Regions from separate parts of the Dromaius novaehollandiae genome. Here region 1 is linked to region 2. The links are chromatin contacts, called in public Hi-C maps. All regions are on one chromosome and are shown on one strand. The core of a region is the stretch at or near the end of the contact, and the rest is flanking DNA. Distances in the headings are between cores, read along the strand shown.

Region 1 (4,031 bases), core at 752-3,251, 140 kb before region 2:
CAGCTGGGCTGCAACACGGGACTGTGAGCTGCGCTCCTTGGATGTCATGCACGGGGTCCCTTTTGTCACCTTTGCTGCAGGAGCAGCACCTACAGTGCCTATCAGCACATTTGCCAGCTGATTGTGTGGCAGAAAAAAACATTTAATCTCAGGAGTCTGCAGATGTAGCATACATGAGCTGTAAGTTTTCAGAGATCTTTGAGCTCCTCTGTGACTACAAGCCGTGGCCTCAAAAGAACTACAGCAAGATACATCAGTGGCACTCGCCTGTTAGACCTGGGCCAGCTTCATGCCCTGAAGCCACCTTACCTGTGCCTCTGGGCATACTTAAAGTGCTGCTACTTGGTTCTTTCCAAGCCTGCCTGCCTCCCTGCCCTGACTCATTGCTTAGTGCTGTTGAGGCTTTCAAGATTGATTTGTAAATTAAATGAAGGAATATTTTAGCTAGGTCTAAAATGTGCTAAGTCCTGTGGGTTGCCTTGAAATTTAGGTACTTCTAAAACAGCATCTGTACTGATGGTCTCACTAATTTTAAGTACTTCTGTACCGGTTGAAGTACAAAATTACACACACTTGCTGTTTTTTTGTTTTTTGTTTTTTTTCTTTTTTTCTTTTTCCCTTGGGAGTTTTGGTTCACTGAGAGTGAGCATTGCTTAAAATCGTTCATTATAGCCTAGGTATTATATGTTTTTAAAAGACTTTGACAAGCAGTCTGCATGCTAAAAAAAAAAAAAAAAAATCCATTGTGCAAAACCTGATCTGTCGTGGTTTTGGGGGAGAAACAACAGAAAGAAGAAGAAGAAGGAAAAAAAAGCCAGTGGCTATCTCCTGTGATCTGCTGCTATTTTTTTAACTGAAGTGGAAATGAGGGTAGTGAGTCTTTCTTTAACAAAAGCTTCAAAATGTTAATTGGCCCTTCCTGAAGTGGTTCCAGAGTACGAGTGAGTAGCTCGCCCTTTGCTTCCCAACAGTTGAATGTTTATTTTTTTAGTGTTAGAGAAGTCACAAGCCTCTGCTGGTTCTGCAGCCCCGCCCCCCCCCCCCCCCCCCCCCCGGCACTTAGGCATGACATGACCTGACTTTTCCATTTTGAAAACAAGCTCATCTCATAGGTGTCTTCCAGATGTCACAAAAGAACATCCCACGTGGAACATTTAAAATTTTGGTTGTCAGTTGAAAAGGAAAAAAAAGAAAAAGCTATCAGATTTCCCCTCCTTCCCCTCCGCCCCCCAAAATATGTAACTACACTTACAACACTTTAAGTCATGTTTTGATGTGCAGTATTTGATTACAGAAAAGACGACCTTTTTTTCTTTCTTTCTTTTTTAACAGCAGCACCTGCCCTAAACATTTGCAGCTGGCAGTCAGCCACAGCCTTTATGTAACGAGTGTTTTCCAGCTGAGCAAGCTCTGGTCCGTACCTGGAGCGCGGCCTGACTGAGCTGAACGGCTAATCCAGGCTGCGGTTTTGCTCTCGGGCCTGCTGGCCGCAGCACGAGCCCGTGGAGCAGGTACCAGAGAGCAGGCGCTGCCTGCGGCGGTGACGCCGACCTTCGCTCACAGCACAAGTTGACAAAGGATGGTTGAAGGTGACTGTATTAGGGATGTTTTCAGAACTAAATTTCGGTATGTTTTTGTATTACGTGTTCCTGTTTTATTCCAGTTATTCTACTCCCTCCCGCGTGGTCCTGAATAACAGACAGTTGACTGCAGTTAAAAGGCAAATTTTAACTATTTTAACAGTTTCTGCATGCTGGTGCAGATTTCAGCGTATGCATGTGTTGTTGAAATGCTGCATACCAGTAACCAGCAGACAGTATTTTAAACTAGTTGCAGTCCTGAGGAAAGTCATATAACAAATATGTTCAGAGGAGTTTGATTTCCACTTTTGTTTTTCAGATTTATACCAGAAATAATTCAATCCAGAATAATTGCTGGCAGCGGTAACATTCTCAGCTGGAAGCATACATGTGGAATAAACTAAAAGTTACACAGTGGTTGTAGTGCCAGAACCTCCATAAAAGGTGTAGTGCTTACAGGGCAATCGTGGTATTTTAAACAGCTAGAGAAGGATATGCAGATACCATTTTAAGGCTATTTTTAAGCATGACTGCTTAAGTTATAACTTTGTCCTTAATCTCTTCACACCTCCACATTGTCATCAACTCTAAAAATAATAAAAAACACATTATCAACATAGGAGTTACTTGCAAAATGATTGTAAATTTTTATTAGTACAGCTAAAAAGAAACACATCTGCTTGATTGTAGCTCCACTTGGAGCTGCAGCTGTGGCACACTTGTAAGAGAAACTGTAATTTTGACCATAACCATTATGGCAGCACACAGGGAGAGGCCTGGTACACTGGAAGGCTATTTTATGTGCACATATAGAAAAAAAAGCACTATAAAAATACATTTATAAAATTACAAATTTCCTCTTTACATGGAATGTTGTGGCAGACAAAACTGTGGGAAAGGAAAAATCCTACTGCTCCCTCCTAAAGCTGTTTGGGATGGGGCTTAGTCTATAATTTCTTCAAACTGGTCTTAGACAGGGGCTGGATGATAGTTTTAAGGCGCACTCTCCCTTGGTTCTTCGGAGAGACTGCTTGGAAACTGGTGGCAGGCCAAACCCAATTTATTAGATGTGGAATTACTTTACATCTGATCATTTGGTAGTGCTTATATCTACATGAAATGATTATGTGTTCTCCAGTGCTTTCAAGTTTTTGAAGCCTCTAACCGCTTCACTTGGTGGAGAGACGTCAGGCTGGGCTGTTCGTTTCACAGCACCAACTTTTTGTCTTGGCCTTCCAAAAATGGACCTTGCCCCACTCCTACCTGTCACCAGCTGCATCGGACCATGGGGCAGGTTGGCCTGGGGCAGCTCCCAGGCCATGTTCTCAGGTAGCTCTCGGCCACCAGCTCCCACACACTGAGTGCTGCCATGGCACCCCTGCAGAGAACCTGGCCCCAGAGCAAAGCTAAACAGGGGGACTGAAAGCTGCAGTTTCCATACATTAAGGCAAAGGCATCAATAACCGTCACTGGAAGAAAACATGGTCACAGCTGCATTCTCAATTGTAGCTGGGAGAAGAAGAACATTTGTATGTTACAGACAAAACAAATTCCTTAATACAAAAAAAAAAAAAAATTCTAGCAAAGCACTGGGTTTTCTTTGCGAGTATGAAACAGTGATACAATAGTCACATAAATAGAGTTTCAGAACCCATAACACAAATATTGAATATTTATTAATAATGCTCTGTAGGGCACTAATATGTTTAACATCAGGTGTGTTAAAGGAGAAGATATGGAAATTAATTAAGAGGTAAGTCTTTCACTAAAATCTAAAAGACTAAACACTAAGTCAGAACAATGTAAATTAGTTGTAATGTGATTAATAGTACCTGAAATATCCATTAGTTGGCTGTCTTAATGCATGTTTCCACATATGGCAGTGATGGTATTGACAAGGCCCTGCCATGGTGTCATGGGGGCATGCCAGAGGTAGCAGAGAGGATAATTTTATTATACGCCTCAGGCTGGATTCACAGGATACTAGGCATGGCACTGAAAACACCCAAGTTAGAGATGCTCTGCTCCCCAGCGAAATTCATGTTATACTCCTCAGCTTTCTGACACAGGTTCCCCAAAAAAACAGGGAGGTGTGCCGAAAGTCATCTACAGCAGTTAATAAGAAACGCCTCCCCTCTGGCACCATAAAGGGATGCCAAGCTCTGCTGTGATTTTTTTTTCTTCCAGCTATAGACTCTCTTGGAGTCAAGGCTTAGCCTTTTATCCACTGCACAAAGCACTCTGCCTTGTCCATCAGGCTATCAAGCATTTGACCACAGGTCTAAGTCTTTGCTGATGAAGCTATTTTATTTTACTTAACATATTTATAACATTAATTTGAGAAGAACCTAGTAGTTCCAAGTCTTCTGTCATTCAGATTTATCTTTTTCCCTTTTTCTCAACAATGAGTGTTTAATCTTGCCAAGCAAAATGAAACTTTCAGTGCACGAT
Region 2 (3,669 bases), core at 1,063-3,562:
GTGGGACACACCAATGGCAGCACCATCTTCCCGCTTTTGCGCAAAGTCTAGAACTCAGCACTCATCGGTTAGAGCTTTTACGCAGTGGCAAGAGCAGGAGCTGCTGGGATTCTTTGCTGGATCCAACCTTCCCGACACTCCCTTGCCCGATTCCGCCCTCTTTCGGAAACACCGCTGCCTTTCTAGTGAGGGAGAGCTCTGTCCGGGTGTGTATCCACATCAGCCTCTGAAGGCACTCCTCTCTTGGCCATGGAAGTCATGACAAGAAGTTAGGCGTTTGGCAATATGTGGATTCAGTACAACTTCAGGACAGTAATGTTCCTCAAGGGAGCGGAGTGGTAAGCCTTAAACATGTATATCATCTTAGCAAAAGCAATGAACCTCCTATAGTCAAGTAAGCCTGCATTTTTAAGTCATTACTGGCACTATTTACAGTCATGGCTTCCATTCACATCTGCAGACACCATCTAATATATAATTATCATCTAAACAATAATACAGACATACTGAATTGCCCTGTGTGCATTGCACATTTTATACTTACAGAGCACCTCCAATCCTGCCACATTTCAAACCAGCTTACGCTTTTGATTCACTACACACTCTGTCTACACAGGCACACAGTGCAGTGCCAGCAAAGACTTTTGGAGAGGAAGCGAATGCTTTCTTCAGTCCTTCATAGTCCCAGGCTCCAAAAGATGAAGGGAAAACAACATTTTGTCCTAATGGTCCTATCAGATACTAACAGAGCACAAGCGGACTCCTCTAATCTGGAGAAGTGAACTGTGCTGCTTGGCTTTCTTATCACCCCAAGAGCCTGCTCCAGAAAATGAGTTCTGTTGGCTTCGCTAAAAAAGCTTACCTGAATAAACATTACATATAAAGGTCGAAGGGCCGGGCTCACAGGAAGAGCAGCTTGGCTGTTGGAGTGACCCTTATAAATGGCTGATTAAAGAAGGAAAAATAGTAAGGTACATTTCTTTTCTATACAAAGTTTTGGACATTGTTTGGGATTCCTGTCCCCCAGAGGAGTTCGCAAATTCCTACAAAACTTAGAAGCCCAATACATTCAGGAGATGCCACCAACTTCTACGGAGATGTATAAGGTTCTATAGTTCCTCGTATTACCTTTTTGTGGTTGTTTGTACTACCTCAGTGATGCATTCATACAACATTATTGTCTATGCTGCATGAATCACGGTACCTAAGAGGCTTATAACACAGAGACCTGAATATAGCACAAAAACAAAACTAAAGAATTACAATTTAATACTGCTGTCTGGTTCATCTTGTAAGAACACAGGAAGGGTGTAAGTGGCCATTTAGAAAAATCTATTTCCATAGTTTGACCGCTGAAAGCTAAACCTTCCCAAGAGACCCCATGAATGCATCAGTAGTAGATAGATATTTGATTTCATTTCAGAGTTTCACCACCTCAGCCAGACTGCTGATAATTTAAAATAAAGGTTAATTAATTAATTGCCCGCCATGAAATACCTCCAAGGACTCTGCATTTTGAATCAAGCAAAGAACAGATACTACCAAAATGCACTGCCGTATTTACAAACTTTAAAAATGCTTTTGTACCGGCGCGCAGGGCACCGGGGAGGCGCCGGGGGAGGGGGGCAGCGCGGCCGCGGGCGCCCTTCTGGGGGTCCAACCCGAACTTTCCTCCCGCAAACGCCGCCCGGGGCGGCCGCCGCGCGGACCTGTTGCCTCCGGACCCGGCGCTGCTTCTCCCCGCCCGCTCCAGCAGCCCGAGGGATCCGCAGGCGCATCAGCCCCGTTTGCCTCCCCCGCTGACTTCGCGACAGGAGCGCGGGGAAGGCGCCGCCGAGGTCTCCGCAAAACGCCGATGAGGACTGATCGCTCACCGCGACTCACCTACCCCGGCCGCTGAACTCGGCCGCGCCAGCGGGGCTCAGACACCGCCGCGCTGCCGGTGGCGGGCTGGGCTCCGACGGGCACCTGCCCCCGGCCGTGCCCGCTCCCGGCGCAGCCTCCCTGCCAGCCGCGGGGAGCGGAGTTTGCGCCTTCCCCGCTGCCCCGAGCAACCTGCCGCCGGGATGCCGCGGTGGGGGGCGGGCGGGGGCCAGCGCAGGCTGCGCGCAGGGGTCGCCGCCGCGGGAGTCTCCCACCCCCCGCGCAGCCGCGGCCCCCCGCGCGGAGCAGCACCGCGGGGCTCTCGCCTTACCCGGCCGGCGGAGAGGACCTGCCGGTAGCGCTCCTCCTCCGCGGGCAGCGCAGGGAACTGTTGCATGGAGAGCATGCTCCGGCCGCGCGGCTCGAGCCTCTCCACTTTCGCCGCCCCCCCTTCCCCACTGGCGAGCCGCGGCCGCCCGCCTCCCGCACAGACACAAGTGCCGGGCTCGGGGCGGGGGGGTCCGCATTTTGTCTGCTCGGCAGACTCCCCCCCCCGTCCTCCACCCAATAATAATAAACCTCCGCCAGAAGACAGCCACATCCCCACCCCTTTCGCACACAAAGGCTCCATCCCTCGGGGATGAGCCGAGAGACAGACCGCTTGCTAGCGTCGCACCCCCGCCGCCCCCCAGGGCGGGCAGGGGGGCACAGCCTGCGCCCCCGCGGTGAGTGACGCTTTAGCGCGCTGTCACGCCGCGGAGGGCTCCGCGTTGCAGGACAAGCCCGAGCCGGGGGAGAGGGCAGGTAGAAGCCGGCGGCGCTCACCGCCCGCCCGCGCACCCCTTACCTTGCCGCCCCCCGAGCGCCCCCGGGCCGGGCGGACGCGCTTGCGGCCGAAGCGCCCCGCGGCGCCGCTGCTGCGCAGCCCCACGGGGCGCCCGGCCCGCCGCGGCGCGGAGTTCAAAGGGGCAGCGAGCCCGGCCGAGGCCCCCCGGCCATGCGCGCCCGCCCTGCCCCGGCACGGGGCTCCTCCGGGCGACGGGGGGCCCGCCCGGCCTCCGGCTGCTCTTTATTTTGCATTTCGGTCATGCAACAGCCTTAGTTTCACGCCCGAGATGGGAATTTTCCTGCCTACAGGATCGCAGCGCTTTTCGCCCTAGCGCAACGGCTCGCTTGCGGCCAAGCCGTGCTGGGTCCGGCGAAGCGCCGAGAGCCGCCGCCCCCCGCCTCCTGGGCCGCGGCGCCGGCTCTGCCGCGCAGCCACCGGGGCGCGACGGGAGCCTCGCAGCAGGGCGGCGGCGGCGCCATCTACGCTCCCCGCCGCGGTGCCAGGCGGGGGAGGCTGGCAGGAGACCCTGAACATCAGTACTGGTGCCCCAAGGAGCAGGCTGGCGATGCCCTCGCCCGCCGTCGAAAGTCGCGCCAGGCGCTGCCGTCGGCACCGGAGAGGTGCGGGGGACAGGCGCCGGCGCTGGGGACGGTTCACGAGCTCCTTCCTCGACTGCCAGATGGACAAGTGCCCTCTCTTCTTCCCTCCTGGACAGCAGCTTCCAAAACGTGCACGTGGATGCATTAAGCCCCCCCCTGTATATGGATCCACGTCTACGGAGCCACTGAAGACACCCAGACTTCAGTGAGCTGAAGCCAGGACCCACCTACGTAACTGAGATCACAAGCGCAATCCAAAAATGATCAACGCGCCCAGAGGAGAGCACAGGTGACGCATAGGAGAAGGCACTAGCAGAGCAGAAACCGTGCAGGACCCTTGCCGCAGCCACAGCTCGCCATCACTGTTACCCGTTTCTA

The links. A called contact is a pair of places that touch in the nucleus more often than the background predicts.
Region 1: a Hi-C map of liver shows a contact between it and region 2, with 2.7 times the contacts expected there. The contact joins the enhancer-like site here to the promoter of CORIN in region 2. A contact is called at or near these places in 2 of 4 Hi-C or Micro-C datasets (brain and liver).

The regions. Positions count from the first base shown.
Region 1 is chr4:59,890,036-59,894,066 of bDroNov1.hap1, reverse strand. CORIN (corin, serine peptidase) reads right to left here. Exons shown (of 22, transcript XM_026093564.2): 22 at 2,204-4,031. It also overlaps a transcript of ATP10D not described here. Among named protein-coding and RNA genes, the nearest start is that of ATP10D, 58 kb to the left of the region's middle. Within about 2 kb of position 2,001, at least 2 of the 2 cell types and tissues checked have open chromatin away from gene starts, as enhancers often do.
Region 2 is chr4:59,747,683-59,751,351 of bDroNov1.hap1, reverse strand. CORIN (corin, serine peptidase) reads right to left here and starts at 2,312. Exons shown (of 22, transcript XM_026093564.2): 1 at 2,195-2,312. The coding sequence starts at 2,269.